Linked DNA regions of Gossypium arboreum: region 2 is linked to region 1. The links are chromatin contacts, called in public Hi-C maps. All regions are on one chromosome and are shown on one strand. The core of a region is the stretch at or near the end of the contact, and the rest is flanking DNA. Distances in the headings are between cores, read along the strand shown. Region 1 holds the start of LOC108476945. Region 2 holds the start of LOC108478277 (dof zinc finger protein DOF4.6).

Evidence for each region. Hi-C and Micro-C count contacts between places; a contact is called where the count stands out from the background.
Region 2: a Hi-C map of leaf shows a contact between it and region 1, with 3 times the contacts expected there. The contact joins the promoter of LOC108478277 here to the promoter of LOC108476945 in region 1. A contact is called at or near these places in 2 of 5 Hi-C or Micro-C datasets (both in leaf).

Annotation. Positions count from the first base shown.
Region 1 is chr1:29,896,465-29,901,519 of ASM2569848v2, reverse strand. It overlaps LOC108476945, which reads left to right and starts at 2,740. Exons shown (of 8, transcript XM_017779325.2): 1 at 2,740-3,247; 2 at 3,549-4,740; 3 at 4,828-4,918; 4 at 5,039-5,055. The coding sequence starts at 3,589.
Region 2 is chr1:30,323,877-30,328,931 of ASM2569848v2, reverse strand. It overlaps LOC108478277 (dof zinc finger protein DOF4.6), which reads right to left and starts at 2,230. Exons shown (of 2, transcript XM_017780716.2): 1 at 2,004-2,230; 2 at 337-1,565. The coding sequence starts at 2,030. The coding sequence ends at 837.

The DNA.
Region 1 (5,055 bases), core at 1,491-3,990:
CTTAATCTACGACATTAAATGTATATTTATTTGAAGATTCTAGTAAACTCTAATTTTAATTAATTTTAGAAATTTATATTTGTTTTAAACTTTAGCATTGAGAGGTCTATAAACACTTTGACTTTGCCAAACATTGTAAAAGATTTTATAAACTTAACCATTTCTTTTCAAGAATGAGAGGTTCACTTCTTCTTTTTTCGTATTATCCATGTTTTTAAATAGAACCGTCCAATTTATTGTTAGCTACAAGTTGATTAGAGATGGCATATGATAATTTATTTTATTTACTTCTATATATATATAAACATGTTCTCTTCCCGATTTGTTGATATTAATGATTTACAAATATTTTCGAATTTTGAGTTCCACGTCTACGTCCATACAAAAAACATCAAGTAATCAAGAAAAAATATTTTTATTTACTGAGTTCCAAAATTACATGACAAAGTCACTAAAAGCACAAATCCTGATATATTAACCATGCTTTAAATACGGTTGCATGGCCAAATTGCTGGAAATTGTAATTGTGAATCCATAAATTCATCACTATTCATAAGCACTTATTAAAAAGTGATGATTTATCCAAATGATACATTTGTTTTCCGTGAGATATGTTTTTTTAAGAAGTATGTCTAATAGAAATCAAATGTAAACGGTTATGGCTTTTTAATAGTGTCTATTGAGAGTATTATTACAATCAATCCAATTTCACATATTAGAGTAAGAGTTAATTAATTTCTCGATTTTATTAATAAAAGGAAATTAAAAAACTTTGTTGTATTTCAAGAAAATCTTTATCTTAACCCTCTAACAATTTTGGAATTGAGACAAATAGTTCTATTTAAAAAGCGTCATTTGCGCCTTAAAATTTACTGTTTAATTTTATATAGTCTCTGGAACTATAGTTTCCACTCAATTTATCCAACACAAACAAACATTACAAATCTAATCATTGAGTTTTGTTATTAGCCTTCATTCTAACAATAAATTGCTTGATGATTGCAAGAATTTGTTGAAAGAGATCTAGAATAAACAGATACTTCATGTGTACCATCAAAGGGACTGTAGTGAATGAAAGGAGCTACGACTCCACTTTTGCTCTTACTGAACTTGATTGTTACTGTCTCCTGAATATTCACGTTTATGATCTTATACAAGCATTTATAGCATCAATTTATGGTGAATAAATGTGTTAGTAAAACCATAATGAAATTTATTTGAATTTTAGCCTATGGATGATGAAATGGCATTTATGGTAAAAAATTCTTGTCAATTAGCGTTCTTTTTCCTCTATAATGGTTTTATTTATTTATGAAAACGCGCTTAGGGCAATGAGAAAGACTTAACAATGCAATACAATTTTACCCCTTTTTTTTTTTCCCAACTTTTGACTTTTTAATTTTGTTTAAATAAAGAGTAAACTACAAAATTAATCTCCTAACTATGCCTTCGATTCCATTTTGGTCACTAAAGTATTAACTTTTTTATTCAATCATTGAACTTTTCTAAATGAAAATATTTTAATCATTCTCTCGTTAGTTGTTGTTAGATGAGTAACGGAAAGCTAATGTGGATTTTTATTGGTATAATAATAAATTTTACCCTTAATGTTAAAAAATTTTCATTTTAATTGTAACTCTAAAAAAAAATCAATAAACTTAACATTCAACATTTATAAAATTTATCAATTTAGTTATAATTCTAAAATTTCAAAAAAGTTAAAATATTAAAATGTTCATTTTTTGGATAAAATTTATAAAAGTAATTAAAAACCTAATAAGTATAAATAAATTAGAAATAGAAAAATACAACAAAAGAGAAATATAACAAATTATTCAAAAAGAAATCAACACGAAATGAATTTATGGATATTAGTGAGAGATGAAGTTGGACAATTCCATGAGACATGGAATTCACAAAATTATATTCTTTAGTTTAGTTCAGCTTGACTTTAGTCGTTTGAGCGACGTGCTTGGACTACCTAAGATTGAAAGTTATTGATAGCATGTCCAAGTCAAAAAAAGCAGGGGGAAAAAACCTTTTCTAAGTTTTTCATTTCGTGAAAGATTTCACTTTGTGTTGTTTTTTCCGCCCAAACATTAGGTCTTTGTATATTTTTAAAATAAAAAAAATAAAAAAAAATGTTTTGTAATGATTAAAAAGTGCTATTTTTTAGAGTAATTTAATTAAATAATATGATATTAATAAAAAACATCACACTTAGATAGTTGGATTTAAGCCGGCTACTTTTTTACCATATTCATGAAGGTGACAGTTTAAAATGAGCATGATACAAATGGTGTTTAATACTCTTCTTGTTCGGTGGATTATGGAGTTACGTTAAAGAATATAAGAAATGAATTTTAAAATATTTTTCTTGTTTAAAATAATTAAAATTAGAACTAAATTGAAAAATTAAAAATATTGAGGTTAAATTTAGTGATTTTTAGAATTTAGACTAAAATGATAAATTTTATAAACACGAATGATTAAATTTATTAAATTTTTAGATTTATAAGTAAATTAATAAAATGTGTAAATATTAAAATATCCAAACTAGCTTTATTCTATTCACTTAACTGAAATTAATAGTTGGGTGACTAAATCGAAAAATTAAGTGAGTAAATAGTTGAATTTGGGTGAGTATGGTTGTAGTTTACCCCTTAAAAAAAAGAAAAAAGTCGTTAGCTACTGTGTGAAGGCCGGGACGAAAGTGCAAGTCACACGGTTATAATATTCGTCTCTTTTTCAAAATTTTGGATTTTGTTGAACGCTCTTTTTCAATTTTCATTTTGGCTAGTTTTAGGAATAAAATATGATTCAAGTCGTGAAACTTAACTGCTGTCTTAAAAGAGATGGCGATTAGAAAGAACTCAACACACACTACTAATATTATTTTAACTTTGGTAAGAGAAAGAAAATCACCAAAGCCAAAAAAGCAAAAAACAGACCAACGGACTAACCAAAGCAATTGACTTCAAAGAGAGAGAAATAAAGCAGACCCAGACAGAACAGATACAGAAACAAATAAACCACCACCTATCAACCCCCCTTTAGGAATTTGGATCTTCTCCTCCTTTGTGTTTACGCCATTCTCAACACTTGTTTTTGCTTTCATTTATTATTATTTTATTATTTTGGCTGTATTTGTTGTGAGAGAAAGAAAGAAGGGGGAAGAGGGTGTTTGTTCAACTGAGGAAATCTGTGGAATTCTGGGGTTTTGACCAATTATTTCGTGGTGACCCTGGTGAGTATATCTCTTCTTTTTTCTGGGTTTCTATTTCTTTTGTTTTATCGATTTGGGTCTTCTTCTTCTTCTTCTTTTTTTCTTTTTTTTTTTTTGTTTCTTTAAAGCCCTCTCATCTTTGTCTTTTGGTGTTTGAGAATTTCCTGCAAATACATGTCCTTTTTATGTTTCTTCTTACACGTTTGTCGCTGGTTTTATCATTTATGTTGTTCTTGAAATAATATAAGGGAAAATATGAAATTAAAAAACAAAAGAATTCTTAGATTGAGGGCGAAAACTTAGTAGTGACTTGATGTTTCAGGATTTTCATGGATTGAGAGAAGAGAAAACAAGGGTATATAATGGGGAGTTATTTAGAAGAAGAAGATGATAAATTCTTTGATAGCAGGGAGGAGATTTCTTCTGCATCTGAGGAATGTGGTCCTAGTCCTGATTTAGGCTTAGTTAATGATTTTTTGGATAGTTTTGATCATTTCGAGTTCTGGTCTGCGTTCCCACAAAGTGTTGATAAGCGTCGGCATAACTTTAGAAGATGGATGGATCTAAGTTTCGATGGGAATTCGATTACCGGGGAGGTTCCTGGTAGTTCCGACAGGGATGAACTTGAATTGGGAATTTCTAGAATCTCACTAGATAGTGGAGCTGTGTTGAGGACTTCAGGTCTTGAACATGGGGTTTCATCCAACCAGTCCTTGGTGTCTTCTCGGTTCGATGATGCTCAACAACCTGAGGATCATTTTGCATGTCAAGCCGATAATTTGGATGGTCAAGTGGAATCAGTAACAGTTGAACAGTGTCAGAATGGAATAAAAAGCTGTTTACAAAGTTCAAGTTCAAGTAGATCTGTTTGTTCCCAAGTGTCTGAGCGAACTACTATGTTGTCTCCTTTGGTTGAGCGGCACTTGGATGGGGAGGTCAAGGGAAGACCTGCAATAGATGTGAAAAGGAAAGTGAAAAGGAGTTGGTTAAGAAAATTAGGTGCCATGGCTCATATTGTTGATAGACATGTTGATGTTTCATCGATGCCTGGTAATCATGATTCGGTGCCCGGGGAAAGGATGAAAAGGGTAAGACCTCATCCATCTAGCAAGCATTCCAAGGAGTTGTCTTCCCTCTATTGTGGGCAAGAATTTGTAGCACATGAAGGGTCCATCTTGACGATGAAGTTCAGTCTGGATGGCGAATTCCTAGCAACTGCAGGTGAAGATTGTATTGTGCGTGTATGGAAGATTGTTGAGGATGACAGTTTAGACAAATTTGATATCCAAGATCTTGATCCATCATGTCTTTACTTCAGAATGAATCATCTCTCACAGCTGATTCCTCTTAATGTCGATAAACAAAATATAGATAAAATAAAGAGGTTAAGGAGATCATCTGATTCAACTTGCGTCATTTTCCCACCCAAGGTCTTCCGAGTTTTGGAGAAGCCTGTGCATGAATTCCAAGGGCACAGCGCAGAAATTTTGTCTCTTTCGTGGTCTAAGAAAGGGGTAAAGTTCCTAGACTTCATCTTCCTTGTTAAGTTGCTTTCGGTCTCTATTGACAGATAAAAATGTAATATATATCCTTTATTGTAGTTTCTACTGTCATCTTCTGTCGACATGACCGTTCGTCTGTGGCAAGTGGGATACGATGGATGCTTGAGGGTTTTTTCTCATAACAATTATGGTAGGCCTTCCATAACCCTAATCCAAGCTGTACAGAAATAGTAGTTAATTACATTTTTTTGTTTTGTTAGCTGGTCATCGTCTTTCATTACATGACATTAACATGTGTATTATTCTGTAGTAACTTCTGTTGCCTTC
Region 2 (5,055 bases), core at 981-3,480, 430 kb before region 1:
AGGTGGCATGGAAGCAATCATCACTCTCATGGAAAATAATATATATATATATGGGGTCTTCAAAACACTGTTTGGATATATAGAAAATTCAGTAGGTGAGGAGAACTTTTGGGTTCATCACATTTTCTTACTTGCCACATTTCTTCTCTATAATATCCCTTCTATTTTCAGGAACGTGTATGAAATTGCCATCATCTCAAACAATGGATTAAGGAAAAAAGACAACTTGATGATAAAAAATTCGATATTTCCTAAATAAAATTTCAAACTTAAATTTTATAAACCTAAGAAATAACATTAGAAAACTTTTGTTTAAAACATCGACCTACCTGGATATTTAATTTAATTGAAACACAAAGTGATACGGAATTCCATACAAACTTCAACTTTATACAATTTTCATTTTAGTACTTGTACCAAGCCTAATGACATATAGGGTTGCCTTTCTGCTATGATAATATCAATTAAAAAAGGGTATACAGACATGCCTATTCTCTCCCACATTTTTGCCCTAAAAAAATCTGGGTTTACCTTTAATCTCTTCATACATACTAACAGTAAAGCATGTCAGAAGCCAACCTAAAAACAAAAAAGCTTCAAATTCCCACCATAATTAACAAGAAAAAAGGAAGGATGAATAATATATATATAATATATATATATAAAGAGAGAGAGAGAGAGAGAGAAACCCATGTATTCCTATCTGTTAGTAATGAAGAAATCCAAACAAGTCACCCCACCTTAACAAATTAATAATAATAAAAAAGGTTACAAAGAAAAGCCAAGAAAAGGCAAAAAAAAAAAAAGGGACCCATTTTTACTTTTGATCTTGTAGTTTACCATGATCCTCCACCTAACATTCCGGTCCAGTATCCAGCTGAATCTCCTTGTTCTTTATTTTGGTCAGTATCAGTTGTGTTTGGGATTTGTTTCAGATCTTCAAATGGAAACAAAAGCCTCCCTGTTGTTGTTTCTTGAATCCCTTGAAGACTCCCATAATGACCACTCCCAAGCCCATCCAAGGAGAAATTTAAGATTGGCTTGAAATCTTGCATGGGAATTAACCCAGATGTATATACTGTGTTTGGATCTGGAACTGGCATGGGAATGAAAGAACTGAAAGAATTAGGGATTTGGTTCTTGTTGTTATCTAAGCTGTTGGGGATTTGAACCAATTCAGGAACATTACCACTTGTGTAACCTTGAGTGGTAGTTTTGAAAGCTACGTTGAGATCTTGGGGTTGATGGATCTTAGGGTTTTTTGATGAAGATGATAATGAAGGTGATGAAGAAGATGATGATGGTCTTTTGTTCTTTCTAGAACCACCTCCGACAGGGATGTTTCTAAGGGAACCGCCTTCAGTCCAGTACCTCCGACAAGTCTTGCAAAAGTACCTAGGTTGAGTTAGACTGTAGTTGTTGTAATAGCAGAACTTGGTGTTGGTTGAATTGCACCTGGGACAGTTCAAAGCTTGTTCCTTTTGTGGTCTTGTTCTCCTCTCTAAACTTGCAGGTTTTGGACATGTATTTGTCACTATCTCTTCTATTGGTTTCACCACAATCTCCTACATAAATCCCCCCCCAAAAAAGAGAAGAAAAGCAATAAATTCAAGATCAAAAAGCTGATGAACATTAAAAGGAAGATAGCAAACAAACTACAACAAGCCAAATATAAAAGTGAAAAAGCAGAAAAAAAAGTTAAAAAAGAAAAAAAAAAAAAGGAAAGAGAAAGGTAAAGTGCAAAATGGTTTGAAGATAAACTGATAAAAACTAAATCCAATTGAGTGGGGACTTCAAGTCTTTCAACTATATCCATGAACACACACACACACTCCATGATCATCTTTTTTCTTTTTGACAATATGAACAAACACCATCATCTTTTACAAAGTAAAGTAACCCAATAAAACCATATACAATTGACTCCAAATTATTCTTCTTTTGAAAAAGCTAAAAAGGGGGAGAGAAAAAACAAGAACATATCCAGGTGAAGATTTCTCTACCTGTGGCCATTGAGCTGCAGTATCCATGGTTATGAAACTGGTGATCAAAGAGAAGGGAAACCAGCAAACTTCTTTTTTTTTTTTGCTCTAAAAACTGGTTTAAAAGGCAGGAGAAAATGAAATGTTTGCTGGTTTTCGTTGTATATCAGCTTACTTTATGGATGGGGGGTGTTTTGTCTAATAAATTATTAAGTACACATATTACATGTGTATTTTATTCTATATATACAAGTACTAAATGGGAATATTTTGTTTATGCAAATGTAACATTTTTTAAGAGAAAAAACTATACACTTTAAAATACATTGATTGATAATTCTTCATCATCTTATTATTATTTTTAATTTGTAAAATTTCATTATAAAATAATTATGTATCTCTTTATGTGAAATGTTTTGGTGTTTTCTAGTTGTATACTTATGTTATAATGGCCTTCCTTCTTCTGGATAAAATGATGGATTATTTCAAGTTGTTTTTATAAGCTTATAATATAGATTATTATATGTTATATTAACAAATGAGTTAAAATTTGTTATATGTAGTTGATTGAGTTTTAGCTTAGTTAACATTGATATTGCTGCTAATGCAAGAGGGCGGATTTAAGTATACTTAAAGGAATTTTACTCGCTTATTTAAGAATTAAGTGCTTCTAGGTATTGACGTGGTGGTTGCTTACTTTAATTTTCATTAAAAAAATCATATATTTCATATATTTTTTAAAATATTAATTAAGAAAGTATTACCCATCAAATTAAAAACTTTAGCTTCATGTAGGAAATATAATATTAAAATTGCATCATTAAAAGCTTATTTATATTGTTCATTGACTTAAGTTTGACAAATTTAAGTAGATAGCAATTAAGGAGAGGAGAAACAAAGCATCAAAAACATGAATTAAATAGGAGTAAAAGCTTTAAAAATCCCACAAATCATTCATACCCTTTTTATTTCACATATTTAATAATAAAATTGAAGGAAAAGAAAAGGGTATCAGATGAAAAACACATTTTGGGGTCCCAACACTTTTAAATGCAGATGGTGAAATGAATTGGTCCATAGAACATGCAATGGAATGACACCACTTATAGGTTCGCATAGATTATAAGTACCACACGCAAAGTAATTTAATTACACATATGAGCCTACCTTAGCTAGCTAGCATGCACGTAAAGTGCCTTACTATAAATATTTCCTTACATTTTAATTTTTTTTTTAGAATTTTTTGAATAATTACACGTAAAAGGAATCTATATTTATTTTCTAATAAAAATATTTTTATTAAATTAAACATTGATATGAAAGGAAAAAAAATTATACATATATGACATTTCCGTTTTGCTTTGGTATGAATATCGATGGATTGGTCAGAGCTTTATTTTTATTTATTTGGCTTTATCGTACGGAAACACTTTTTGACCTTTATCCAACTGTCTGATCGAAGAAATTAATGAAACCAAATCTACTGTTCCATAATAATATTGATTATTAATGAGTAAAAAAAATGTGTTTCAAAACATTGTCTTAAGTCTTAACCCTTCACATGCACATCATTTAAAGATTAGGGTTTTGCTAAAGCTCAAGTCATTCAATATTATCCCAAAATTGAAAAGTTTATTCATTTATTTTAACTTGTCAAATTTTGATTCTAATACATTACAAAAACTAAGAAATTAGTCCAATTACATAATATGGTTGATTTCAAAATCAATAAATTAGTAAATTAAATGTAAAGAATTAGTAAAATCAAGTATTTAACGAGAAAATCAGCTATTTAAATTCATGTATTTTCATAAATTGGACTAATACACATTATGTAAAGTAAAGGGATGAAATTTCTAATTAAACCAAGCAAAATTCTATTACGAGAAAGAACAGGTCACATATTTAAGTTATATGATTCGACGGTTGTGATTGGCTCAATTACTTTTGGTGTTGAATTTGATTGATTAAACGGGACCTCAGCCTTCAATGGTGGGGCCACGTGGTTATCTTTTAGAACAAAACACCGGTGATATTATAGTTATCACCGTACGCAAATATATCCGCTTGCGGTGCTTAGAGCTACTATAATACATTTACGTGCACACGTGGTTAACATCCGCAGGGCTTTTCCATATCAATGTTAACATTCCTCAAGTAAAAGGGCAAAAAAAAAAAAAAAAAAACGTAATTAATGAGAGAGGTTCGTTCAGCAAACTAGTAGGTTCTTTGATCATCTTTGCATGAGTAAAAAGTATAATATTAGTCTTAGATTTTTTTAGTTATAAAATATTCAATTTAAGTATTCCCAACTTTTAAAATTTTATTGGGACATTTTTTTAATATTGAATTATTGATTTCACTTCTACTTATTATAATAGTCGTCAAAATTGTATTGGTATTAGTACTTATCAAAATGTGTCGTTCTCATCTTAAGTATGTATCAAATAAATTAAATTTTACTTCAATTAAAAATTTGATATATTTCAATCCTGTCGATGTATTTTTGTTCGTTCAATCAATATGAACTTGTACTAATTTGTATTGACTTAGTACAAAATTATTAAAGTACTTATATTTTTAAGGTACTTATATAATATATTTATGCATGTATAATTGAGGTCATAAGATCTTAAGGGTCAAGATTTGAATTCCACCATGAGTAAATGTGATGTGTGAGTTCTTCCCCAAATGTGGGTTTTGTTTAGATTTTTTCTTATCTAGGTCTAATTATATATCTGATTTTTAGACTGTTGTGCTTTGTATTGACTTTAATCTAACTCTAATTTATTGGACATGTGTCATTTATGTCTTGTGTTGTATATATACTTGTAAATTCTTTTAAAAAAATAAAACTTGACTACATATATATGATTTTTTAAAATACCAATAAATATAAAATAATATACCAAAACACATAGATACAAAGAAGATATATGGAGTGTAAGCTTATGCATATATAATCGCGATGGTGGGAATAAGTGAGAAATGTGTTTTCTCTGGCAATGGAAGCTACTAAGTGAAAATAGTAACTAAGACTTTGTTTGAGAGGAATGATTAAATTGGATGACTT